Regions from separate parts of the Capsicum annuum genome. Here region 1 is linked to region 2. Evidence: chromatin contacts called from public Hi-C data. All regions are on one chromosome and are shown on one strand. The core of a region is the stretch at or near the end of the contact, and the rest is flanking DNA. Distances in the headings are between cores, read along the strand shown.

Region 1 (7,141 bases), core at 4,607-7,106, 990 kb before region 2:
AATGTTCTTATGAGAAAAGTGAAGGTACAGATATACAGTTGACATAGGAATGCATAAAAACTCTGATTGCGGTATCATCTACTTACTGACTTGGGTTTTATGTTACTGCATGCATACAGGTCAGTGGTTATGGTTCCAGATGCAAGGCTGGATAGCTCGTATCATCAAGTCGCTGATCAGGTTTTGAGTTCTTTATTTGAGTTCAGCCCAGCCGATTGGGGATTGCCTCGATTTGAAAATGCATCAACCAAACTATATTAGTTTAGTTTGATCATGATCCTTAAGTTCCCAATAGCGCCTTTTATGAGTTCAAAATTCGGACTTTTGGGTTTCGCCTCAGTTGTTATTCATAGAATATTCAGCTCTACTTATTATTTTAGATACTGAAGGTTCACTTTATGTTGAAATGAAGAATCTGAGGATTTATTGTATTGCAACTCATGTATGCCCGCATGATATTTCTTCTGATATGGTAAAACTACATTCTCCCAATCCTCCACCCCTACCCCCAGCAGCCAACTGACCCTTTTACGTAGTAGGTTATCTCCCTTGTCATATGGAATTGTATGTCAAAAGTAATGAGATGAGGATAACTAGATGTATAAGGGGAAATATGTAATTATTATAAGTCGGTTAGATTAGGTAGAGCAGATTTGTTAAGAGTGAGTCAGAATAAAACAATGATCTATATAAGCACTGTTTCATTGTATTTTGGGATGAATTGTTTTTGATGAAATAATATCTGTCTTCTTCTCCCTTCTTAGCTCAACCAACTGCTCCAATGGTGAGCTTAATCGTTCAATTTTTATATGAATTTTAACAAGGAATCAGAGCTTTACAACCACATATAGTGAGTTTTTTTTTTTTTCTAGAATTGTTCGATTTCCGACCTTGATATTCCGCGCTTCAACAATGGCAGCAGTGAAATTCAACCATAATCATGCTCTATTCTTACATCCCTTCGATACCGTTGGAGCTCCGCTGATCCTGATGCAATTAGATATTTATAATGTTTTCTTACAAGGAGGATTTACATGAGGTTTATATGCAATTGCCTGAGGGATTTCCTAGTCTGGGAGAGTCTGGTTTAATATGTATACTTGTGAAATCGTTATGGGCTTAAGAAAGCAAGAAGACAATGAAATCTCAAATTGTGAAGCATGGCTTAAATCTGGTTTTACTCAAAGCACTCTAGATCACTCCTTGTTTATCAAAATAGAAGGGTAAAATATAGTGGTTATACTTGTGTATGTTGATGACATGTTGATGGCCGGTAGCAATTTGACTCTTATAAAAGATACTGAGTCGTCATTGCAACAGTTCTCAAAACCAAGGATATCGGTGAACTAAAACGTTTCCTTGAAATGGAGTTCATTAGATCAGCAAGGGGAATTTTAGTCAATAAAAAAAAATATGCATTAGAGATCTTGTCAGACTTGGACTTGGAAATGCTAAACCAGTATGGACTCCACTTGAAATAAATCTCAAACTTACAACACAAGAATTAGACAACTTGACAAATTAGACTGATGATGAAGCTCCTGCGAACAAAGAACAATATCAAAGACTGATAGGAAGGATGCTGTATTGACATAAACCAGATCAGACATTTCATACTCGGTCCAAACACTAAGTTAATTCTTGCAGCAACCTAAGTTAATTCTTGCAGCAACCTAAAAGATCACACTGGGAAACAACAATTAGAGTGATGAGATATCTAAAAAGGGCACCAGGGCTTGGAATACTTATCACTAGAAGAAATATCAAATCAATTGTGTGTGTTCTGTGATGCAGATTGAGAATCATGTCCAAACACTAAAAGGTCAATTTTAGGATTCTTAATCAAACATGGTAATACTTTATTATCATGGAAGTCCAAGAAGCGAAGTTTAGTATCCAGGAGTTCAGCAGAATTTGAGTATAGGAGCATGGCTTGTGCAATTTCAGAAGTAATATGGATCAAAACTTTATTAAAGGAACTGGGGAGTGAGACGGCAGAACCAGTAGTAGTATTAAGTGATAACAGAGTAACCTATAGTGTTTCATGAAAGAACAAAACCTATAGAGATTTGACTTTCATTTCTTCAGACAAAAGATACAAAATGGGATGATAAGGACTGAACATGTAAGCTCTAAGGATCAATTGACAAATATATTGCCTAAGGGATCGTCCAGATCACAACGCGGAAGTTTGGTTGGCAAACTAGGAGTGCTGAATGTTTTTGCACCTTCTAGCTTGAGGGGGGAGTAATGAGATAGGGATAACTTGATGTATAAGGGCAAATATGTAATTAACATAAGTCAGATTAGGTAGAGCAGATTTGTTAAGATTTAGTTAGAAAAAAACAGTGCTCTATATAAGCACTGTTCCAGTGTATTTTGGGATGAACTGTTTTTGATGAAATAATATTTGTTTCTTCTTCTTCTTCCTTCTTAGGTCAACCAACTTCTCCAATGGTAATCTTAATCGTTCAATTTCTATATGAATTTTAACAAAACTCTCGAATATAATTGTACCTATTTTAAAAATACAGTTCTGTACCTTTTAGAACGTAGTGTGGTTTATATGTTGAAAGTCAATAAAAGTTGATTGTTCTGTCGTTGTCAATAAAAATCAGTAAAAATCGGGTTGATTCATTTCAACCCATCTCTGAGTGATTCAGATGAAAATAAAGTTTATAGTGAAGTATGAAAAACACACCTAATGTTATTTTTTTATTTTTTTTTGAGTTTCATACTTAAACTACTGGCAGTGTAAATTTCGTACCTAAATTATCCTTCATTAGTTTGAGACGCACAATTTTTTTTACTACACTCTCTTGATGGCGTGTGTACTACACACTCTCTTTGATTTAAAAAAATCTTGCCATATGGCATTTCACATTGATACAAAAAAATCCTTCATAGCCTTTTTGGTTGATTTACTAGCAAGATATAGTTTTGTCTCCTAGTAATACTACAAGGCTCGATGTTTCCTTTTCGATTAGTTGCTAGCAAAATATAGTTCTGCTCCTATTAGGAAACATCAAAATGGGATTAAACATATGAGCTTATTTTATTCTAAAGATTGCAGTCCCGATCTTGTCGGTTATGTTGATGTTGGATATTTGTCTGACCCGCATAAAGGTCGGTCTCAAGCATGATATGTGTTTATATGTGGGGTACTGCCATATCTTGGAGATCTACAAAGTAGTCTATCATAATCACTCCATCAAATCATGTTAAGATAATAGTTATTCATGAAGCAAGCCTAGAGTCTGTGATTGCTATCCGTGATACATCTCATTCGAGAAAAATATAATTTTAAATGTGACAAAGTACCCACGACTTTATATGAAGATAATACAACATGCATAGTATAACTTAAGGGAGGATTCATAAAAGAAGATAGAGTGAAGCACATTTCGTCAAAAATTTTTTGTACACATGAACTCCAAAATAATGGTGATATTAAGGTGCAAGTAACAATGTGACTGATTTATTCAGGAAGTCTCTTCTAACTGCAACTTTCAAGAAGATGGTACATAAGTCAGGATGCAAAGGTTCAACGATGTTCTCATTAGGGGAGTTGATATGCGATGCACTCTTTTTTCCTTACGAAGTTTTATTCCACTGAATTTTTCTTGTAAGGTTTTTAATGAGGCAGTCTATATGCGTATTGTTAAAAACATGTACTCTTTTCCTTCAATAGATTTTTTTTTCATGAAATTTTTTCTAATAAGGTTTTAACGAGACACATTATCTATCAGTTAGATACTCAAGGGAAAGTGTTAAAAATGTATTAGCATATATAGTGAATGTGTATTTATGAAAAAGTTCGATTCCCTAACTTTTGGGACAAGGTTAGTATTTCCCTATAAATAAAGGAATCTTTCTTCATTGTAATAAACCCCTCAAGAAATCCTTCAGAGAAATAAGAGTTATTCTCTATCCTCTCCCTATTATTCTTGTTCTTACTTATATTTCATAACATTTATAAAGCAATTAATCTTCTATAGAATTAGACCTATGTCTTATTCTTATATGTGTATCTCTGTCGCGCACCAATAACTCCAATTGAATATTAAATGATAAAAATGAAAATCTCCTCGCAAAAAAGTAAAAAGGAAAAAAAAAACACCTTGAAAATGTTGTGAGTTTGTTTTCAGGTTCTTGAAAGAGATTAGCTTCGAGAGATTGGCACATTGGCAAATTTCTCAAAAAATTGATTTTGGCTGTTCTTTATAGCAAAAATGAAAAATTTTAAAACTGAAATATTAAAAAAAAAAAAAAGTTTAAATGGTAAGCACCTGATATGAGATTAATTATTTGAATTAGAAGTTATCATTTTATTAATTTTTTCTGAGGTGGAATCTATTTGTCCATTTCGAGTGTCATGTGGCGAGGCTTTTTAAATAAAAGAGAGAGTAAATTATGGACATCATCATATATTACTTGAGGTGTGTTCCTCAAATAATGAGTGATAGGTTGAGTATAAAATTCAAATAAAAAATGATGTAGGTATGTTTCTGATAATTTACTCTTTAATTTATAATAAGCCGTGATTTAGATGAAAATAAACTACTAGTATATTAATTTATAATAAGAGTCGCATCTTGAGCTTAAAATTTTATGAATCTCAAAAGTTAATTTACGTGATGACATGCAAATGAAAATCGATTCGGTTTCTAAAATGAAATAACTTACTATTTAACTTGCAATTCTTTGTTAATATTAGGTCAAACGCATTGACAATCTCCTAAATTTGACATGAACTTTTATTTTGAAATCTCAACTAGTCATTGTTTATTTTAAACACCTTAATTAGTGTTAAGTTGTGTCATTTTGATGCCTTTTCCGCAATCAACTAAAATTACAGAGAAAATATAATATACTCGCGAATGACATGTCATAATGACTAATTAAAAAAGGACATGTTACATTTGAGTGTAACATAATAATTTTAAAATAAATTAAAAGAAAAATAAACAGGAAACTAATTTTCAGCAAAAAAAATAATAAATAAAAATACATATTTTTTAAAACCCCACTACTGAATAGATAACACCTGTCATTTTTTCCACATAATTAATTTCAAGGTTACTTAAAAAATAACATTTTCACCCCCCCATCCAACTGTCTTCTACAACACACCTCAAAACTTTATTATTTGCTGAAGCCACCCCCGCCACAGCCCGGCGCTGTCTTCTCCATAATACCCCAAACGACTTATTCAAAGTTTTTCTTTTCAAATCACTTCTAATAATAACTCAAAACTTAAAATTAAAAAAAAAAACAACAACAACTAAAAAGCTGAAGAATTATAGATATTAGTCCACCTTTCTTCAATAATTTTTACCCAAAACACATGAAGAAGCTTGAAAAATACTAGCAGAGAGGTTTCTTTTTAAAAGCAAAATTTGGTATGAAGAAGGATGGAAAAATTGTAAGTTTTCGAATAAAAGATTGTGTTTTTTCTTTGACAATTTTGTAATAGTAGATTAATTTCTTTTAAGGAAACCCATTTGGGTGTGATTCAATTTGTGAGTATAATTCCTCTAATTTTTTTTTAAATTAGATTTTTCAGATGATTCAATTTTTGAGTATGAATTGGGTATGATCCTATTTTTGAATAAATTACTCTTTTCTTTGTGAGCTAAAAATAAAATGCAGATGAATTTCGATCAAAGAAATCCATTTTCTTTCAATTTGGATCATTGATGAACATGTTTGAGTTTTAATCTTGAAAAATAATGGCAAGAAAAAATGTGGAAGAAAAAGAGAAAAATAAAACAAAATTAACTAAATAAGCTTCCCACCTCCTCAAATGAATCTGATACACTCACTTTAACATGTGAGCAAAATGTGTGAAAATGACACATGAGAATACTAGGGGGTTATCAATGTGTTTTGCCTTAATATTAAAATATGCACTTCAGTAGAAAATGATTATTTGCATTACTGGTGAACTTGAAAAGTACACTTCTTTTTTCTCTATGTTGCTAGGTTATGGTATTCGAAATGATGAATTTCCTCAATATTACATGCTAAGATCGCATGGGATACTCGTTGTTACAACACTAGAGTTTTTTTTTCCTTTTTACTAATAACATAACACAACTACGACACACTCTTAGATAGGATATTATGAAGGGTACGTATTAAATTAGAGGGTTAGTTTGGTAGTTGATGCACACTTCAATAGGAAATGATTGTTTATATAACTTGTGAACTTGAAAAGTTATACTTTCTTTTTCTCTATGTTGCTAGGTTGTGGCATTTGGAACTAGTGAATATATCCATGCTTCGCACGGTTGTTAAAGAAATATAATCAAATATGGATTGTTATATTTTTATAATAAAAAAATTCATTTGTTTACACTTTCAACCGGAATGTTATTAGTTGTTCCTAGATATCATAATATTTTCAAGGTTGTTTGCTTTTTTTTCTTTTTGTCCTCTTGTCACTTAACTATTGATTTTTGTACCTTGTTGTGCTATTTGCCAAAAAATAATATGTACTTTATCAACAAAGTGATATTATTATAATTAAACATTCAATATTAAGATAAATGTTATATCTCATAACAGAACTGAATTTAAAATCCAAAATAACTTAGTTTTCTTACATATTATTAATATAATTAAATATGTATTGCTATATTCTTATAATAAAAATATTCATTTGTTTACATTTTCAACCATAATAACCATTTTCAACCATAATGTTATTAATTGTTCCTCGATATCATAATATTTTCAACGTTATTTTTTTTTTAAGTTCTCTTGTCGCTTAACTATTGACTTTTATACCTTATTGTGCTATTTGTCAAAACATAATATGTATCTTACCGACGAAATGATATTATCATAATTATATTTTTAATATTAAAATAATTGTTATATCTCATAAAAGAACTAAATTGAAAATCCAAAATAACTTATAGTTTTTCTACATATTATTATAATAATTTTGTAATCTTATGATACAATATTTATTTTATAAATAATAAATAGAAAAATTTCACATGGTTTAATTTAATATTCTTACAAAATTTTTATAACATCCTTCTTTTCCGCTTCTTCTTTATTGAATTAGATTTGCAAAATAAGATACTCCTATATAATAAAAGAAAAAAAAGAGAGAAATATAACTTTTAAA
Region 2 (6,492 bases), core at 1,384-3,883:
GATCTTTGCTGGGATGATAAAGAGTTGGGACCAGTAAGATTGAATGCCAAAAAGGACTGTTTGCATTAACTGTAATCTACCTGCATGAGAAAGTTTTCTAGCATGCCAAATTGTCATGTTCACTAACTCTGGTGCAGCGCGCCAGGGAACAAATTTGGGTTAAACTGATTGAAATTTACTATAGCTGATGAATTGAGGGGCTTAAGAGCTCATTATCAGCAGAATGGTAAAAGAAAAGCTTAGGATTTAAGTGATTAAAAATTCCAAGGGTAGAAAGAAAGACAGCAAAAACAGCAACAGTGGCAACCGCAGATGAGCAACAGGAAGTGAAACACCATCATTACCAGGCAGAAGTAGATGAAATCATGAAAGACATATCTCAGACATACGGATATTTATTAACAAAACTTAAGATTACTGGAAGCAAAGAACAAACGAAAACTACAAAAACACTTCTGCAGGACCAAAAGATTATATGGCTCTATTGTGGGCCCTTAACCATCACTTTTGGAAATATTACCATATCGAAAGATGAAAGATATTCACTTTAGGATCTTTTTTTATAATCGAAAAACCTTCAAATACGAGTGGTGCATGATTTGAACTCAGTTGATAATGGGCAGGCTGCTCCTCTACCCTTCTACACTTAAATATCAAGTTTTTATCTGCAGCACAGTTCTAACCCGTGATTTAAATCTAATCCAATGATCGCGCTAGTGCTCCTACCACAAGACCAAATCCCCTGGCGAAAATTCACTTTAGGACCTATAGTCTCCATTTGACAAATAGCAACTTTGCACCACATTCATACCTTCACCACCACTACCTCTATCATGCCAGCCTGTTGTAACACTAATTCATTAATTTTCTGAATATTACACATCAACAACCTTAGCATTTACCCCTATCATGGCTTTATGCGTAACCATCAACCATTAACAACTCAAGCTCCGAAATATCCATTCAAATACTCGCAAATGCAGCAATGTTCTTATTTTGACATTGTAATCATGTCCTTATAAACCCAGCAATGGATCAATGTTTTTACAAAAATGAGTAAAACGAAGAGAGCTAGAAGAGAAGAATCCATGGCAGTGTCTTCTTAATGATTCAGCACAAGAAGAATAGGAAACCAGAAAAGGAGGAGGAAAAAGCAGGGAAACGGAACAGAAATCTGACAGAAATGAGAACTAATTTGAAAGCATCTCCTTTGTTGTTTGGATGAAAGCTGTGTTAACCAATCAAACATTCAATTGATCGAAAAAAGAACTTGATCAATCAAAAGGTCAATGATAAATTTGGGAAATTAACACTTAACAGGCTTTCTGCAATTGCCACAAAGTTTCCCTTTCTTTTTTTTTTTTTTTGGATAACTGTGGTGTCTGGTCCAACTTGTGTGCACCTCAACTAATTCCATGAAAAGTACCAGGTATCACTATCCACCAAGGCTATGATAAATGGGAAGACATCACCCAGTGTTTTTTGTCATGGTTCTCACCCATTTTGGTGACCACTAGGCCACATCCTTAGGTGCCAAAGTTTGCCTTTTCATTATCAAGGTTTTATCAACAATGTTAGTGCAAATAGGAGTTGTGCCATGAGCCTGAGAGACGAGCTGAATACGTGGAAGATCCAAAGTGAATACTTTTGGAAAATTTATTTCATAGAATAGAGAAATATTATTTCCAGATGAGAGATAAGTTTGGGTATAAACAACTAACTCCATGGATAAAAAGCAAAGCAAGATCCCTCAAAGACCTGAACAATCATTAAAATCAGTGAGAGAAAAAAAGCATTTCTTTTTGCACCTAAGGGTGTGGCCTAGTGCTCAATGAAGTGGGTGAGAACTATGAGGTCTTAGGTTGAAGTCCCAGCAGAGGCAAAAAACTAGCTGATTTCTTTTCATCTGCCTTAGCCTGGTTAGCCTTGGTGGACAGAGTTAATAAGGTACTTGTTGCTGGTGAGAGGTTGTAGATATCCCAGGAATTAGTCGAGGTACACGAAAGTGGGCCTGGCCTGGACACCACAATTATTAAAAAAAATCATTTCTTTTTTGACAATAAACTGAGTATATTACCCATTATCTTGCAAAAGATAATCACATAAAGTATTCCTAAACAGTGTTACGAAGAAAGGAACCTAAAACTTCAAAATAACACAGCTTCTCAAAATAACACCCTAGCATTTTTCCTCAAACACTACAAAAACCCTTATAAACAACCCCAAACAACTCAAAAATCGAGGTTATCCGGATCAGATGACAAATTTATTACGACAACATAAAAACTCACGAAATTCGCGTAGGGTCGACTGATTCTTGGTCCAAAAGACAAAGTTTGGAAATTCGAAGCCACTTCCATTCAACTCATAAACTGTTCAACTCTGTATATGGTCCAACAAAGACAATGAATCATCAGTTACAATAGCAATAATATATAGAGAGAGAATAATAACAAGGAGAAGAATTTAGTGGAAATTTAAATTAAATTACCTGTCAAATTTTTGGTGGAAGAGGACAGGGAGCTCTATCTTATTACATGTAAGTGATTTGACTTTGTATTATCTCCAGGAAGGTCACCAAAATGCAACACGACAAACAAACAAAATGGATAGTAGTTGGGCTTACAAAAAGAAGTTCAGGAAGGTCACCAAAATGCAACACGACAAACAAACAAAATGGATAGTAGTTGGGCTTACAAAAAGAAGTTCAAACTTTAGTGTAGTTTGGACTCTTTTAAATGGGCTCATAATTCAGTAAAATTACCTAACTAAACAAACCGAACAACAACAACAACAACAAATCCAGTAGATTCTCACATGGGGTCTGGAGAGGATAGAGTATACGCAGATCATACCACTACCTCTAACGAAGTAGAGAGGCTGTTTTCGATAAACCCCGGCTCAAGACAAAGGACAGTATATAAAAACATCAAAAGCATGGAACACGATAAAAAATATAGATACGACATCCACAAAAATATGCAACACTGCCAAACAAAAGACATCCAAGCCCTCCTACCTACTTACCACGACTCATTCACCCACCTTAACCCTCTATCCTAATGTTTTTCCTCCATTCCTTTCTATTCAGGGTCATGTCCTCAGTCAACTATAACTGCTCTATGTCACATCTAATCACTTCCCTCCAGTATTTCTTAGGTCTACTCCTACCCCACTTGAAACCATCCAAGGCCAACCTCTCACACCTACGAACCGGGGCATCTGCGGCCCTCCTCATCACACGGCCAAACCATCTCAACCTCACTTTCCACATTTTATCCTCTACCGACACCACTCCCACCTTCTCCTGAATAATTTCAGAGGAAATTACATAGCGTTTCTCAAAGTGTTCGATTTTAATTTTTTTTTTACTTAAATCTAATATTTATAAACACGTGATTTTTTATCTTCTCCAAGCTTTAATCTATTTTTGATATTAAGTATTTATTTATGTCAAAATATTATCTTTAAGTTAAAGATTTTAACTCTTATTTCATTTTTAGTAGGTTTCTTTGAAAATTGTGAAAAAGATTTTCTTTTAAAGATAAGAGTTGAATTTTAGGAAATGTTTTATTTTTATTTTTAAATAATAAAAATATTCTCAAAAAATATATTTTATTTTGGTTTAAATTTTTAATAAAATCAACAATAACAACAATATACCCAGTGTATTCCTACATAGTAGGGTTTGAGGAGGGTAGAGTGTACGTAAACCATATCACTACCTCAGGTGAAGTAGAGAGGTTATTTTCGATAGACCCTCGACTTAGGACCAGTAACAGTATAACAAACACAAAACATAAATGCATATAAACTAGTACAGTATACAAAATAAACTAACACCGCTAGCCACAAGATAATACTAAAAATTATCTATTCGAAACCAAAGACATCACTCAACACCATGAACAAGAAACTTCAGACACAAATAAAGAACACTCCCCTGTTGTTACCGACGTACTCTCACCCTCTAACTCTCTACCCTAATCCGCATCCTCCATACCTTCCTATCAAAGGCCATATCCTCTGTAAGCTGTAACTGCTCTATATCATCAGTGGCGGAGCCAGGATATTCACGAAGGGGGTTCATAAGTGAACATACGAACTAATCGAAGGGGGTTCAACATCTAATATATGTACATAAAAATTTTTTTACCATACATATATAGCATAATTTTTTGCTGAAGGGGGTTCGGATGAACCCCCTTGGCAAAGGGTAGATCCACCACTGCATATCATGCTTAATCACCTTTCTTCAATATTTCTTCAGCCTACCTCTACCCCGCCTAAAATCATTCATAGCAGTGTCTCACACCTCCGCAATAGAGAATCAAATCCCCTCCTCATCACGTGGTCGAACCAACGTAACCTCACTTCTCGCATTTTATCCTCCGCAGAAGCCACTCCCTCCTTCTCCCGATTAATCTCATTCTTCACCCTATCTTTCCTGGTATGGCCACACATCCATCTCAACATCCTCATCTATGCCACCTTCAACTTTTGAATGTGGGAGTTCTTAACTGGCCAACACTTCACTTCATACAACATAGTCGATTGGACTGTCACTCTATATAACTTACTTTTAAGCTTCGGGGGCACTTTTTTATCACATAAAACTTCTGAAATGAGCATCCAATTCAACCATCCTTCCCCAATACAATGCGTGACATCGTCATCAATCTCACTATTACCCTAAATCATAAACCCTAGATACTTGAAATTCTCCCTCTTCTTAATGGCCTGAGAGTCAAGCTTCATCACCACGTTAGCCTCCTACGACAAATCACTAAACTTACACTTCAAGTACTCCGTCTTGGTCCTGTTCAATCGAAATCCTTTAGACTCAAGGGTCTGTCTCCAAATCTCCAACTTATAATTAACTTCTCCCTTAGCCTCATCAATCAGTACCACTTCATCAGCAAGTAACATACACCAAGGCATTTTCTTTTGAATATGTCGCGTCAAAACATCTATCACCAAGGCAAATAAAAAGGGGCTAAGAGTTGATCCCTGGTGCAACCCTATCAAAATCAGAAAGTTCTCCAAATCACCACCTACAGTCCTCACCCGAGTCTTCGCACCATCATACATGTCCTGAATCTACCTAGTGTATGCCACGGGCACCCCTCTAGCCTCCAAGCACCTTCACAGAATCTCTTTAGAAACTCGTCATATGCCTTCTCAAGATCCATAAACACCATGTGCAAGTTTTTTCCTCTCTCCCGAAACTGTTCCACTAATCTCCTCACAAGGTGAATGGCCACAGTAGTCGAACGACCTAGTATGAAACCGAACTGATTCTCAGAGCAAGTCACAATCCTTCTTAGCCTCAACTATACCACCCTTTCCCAAACCTTCATAGTATGACTCAGTAACTTAATACCTTTATAGTTGTTGCAACTCTGAATATTTATCTTGTTCTTATATAATGGAATCATCGTACTTCACCTCCATGCTTCAGGCATCTTCGCCGCCCTAAAAATGATATTAAATAACCTTGTCATCCAATCTAAACCTGCCCTGCCAGTGCTCTTCCAAAAATCCGCTAGAATCTCGCTTGGCCCCATCGTCCTACCCTGATACATCCTGAGAATAGCCCCCTTGACCTCCTCAAACTTGATACACCTACAATAACCATAATTGCGACACTCTTTAGATTTCTCCAAGTCCTCCAATATGAAACTGTTGTCCCTCTCATCATTCAAAAGTTAATGAAAATAGGATTGCCACTTCTTCCTAATGAGGGCATCCTCAACCAACACTATACCATCCTCTCCCTTGATGCACTTTACTTGGTCAAGGTCACGAGCCCTTCGCTCCCTAGCTTTGGAAAGCTATACAACTTTTTATCCCCGTCTTTCTCCTCTAAAGCCGCATACAAACTCTCAAAAGTTGTTGTCTTAGCCGTCGTAACCGCTAACTTCGATTCTCTTCTAGCTACCTTATACTCTTTCTTATTCGTCTGCCTTGCTCTCAACCAACTTAGCATAAGCCACATTCTTAGACCCCACCTTTCTCTTAACCTCTTCGTTCCACCACTAGTCCCTTCGATGCTTGCCAGATCGACCTCTCGAGATACCCAACACCTATCTAGCGGTCTCCCTAATGCAACTGGCAGTCGTCTCACACATACTATCTACATCTCCTCAACTCTCCCAAGCCCCCATACTCTTCAACTTCTCACCCATCTCCATAGCACTAGCCAACGTCAAACTACCCGACTTAATCTTGGGCCGAGCCTTCACACTCCTCTTCTTTCTGCCCTTATTGATTACCAAGTCCATCACCAACAACCTATATTTAGTCAAAACATTCTCGCTAGGTATGACTTTACAGTTTTTACATAGTGCTCTATCACTCTTCCTAAGGAGCAAAAATTTTTAATAAAATAAGCTAGTAATTTTATTATTCTCTTAAATATATTTTATTTTAGACTAGTTTGAAACTTTTATTATATTTTCTTAGTATAGAAATCAATTAGACAATATTTTT

Evidence for each region. Hi-C and Micro-C count contacts between places; a contact is called where the count stands out from the background.
Region 1: a contact with region 2 is called in a Hi-C map of placenta, with 4 times the contacts expected there. The contact joins the enhancer-like site here to the promoter of LOC107845976 in region 2. A contact is called at or near these places in 2 of 5 Hi-C or Micro-C datasets (leaf and placenta).

What each region holds. Positions count from the first base shown.
Region 1 is chr10:165,644,771-165,651,911 of UCD10Xv1.1, reverse strand. It overlaps LOC107845974 ((DL)-glycerol-3-phosphatase 2), which reads left to right. Exons shown (of 6, transcript XM_016690494.2): 6 at 120-492. The coding sequence ends at 261. Among protein-coding and RNA genes, the nearest start is that of LOC107845974, 24 kb to the left of the region's middle. Within about 2 kb of position 5,856, at least 5 of the 5 cell types and tissues checked have an H3K27ac peak or open chromatin away from gene starts, as enhancers often do. A contact at or near this core is called in leaf, where this site is marked.
Region 2 is chr10:164,655,348-164,661,839 of UCD10Xv1.1, reverse strand. It overlaps LOC107845976, which reads right to left and starts at 2,633. Exons shown (of 4, transcript XM_016690503.2): 1 at 2,492-2,633; 2 at 2,292-2,382. The coding sequence starts at 2,360.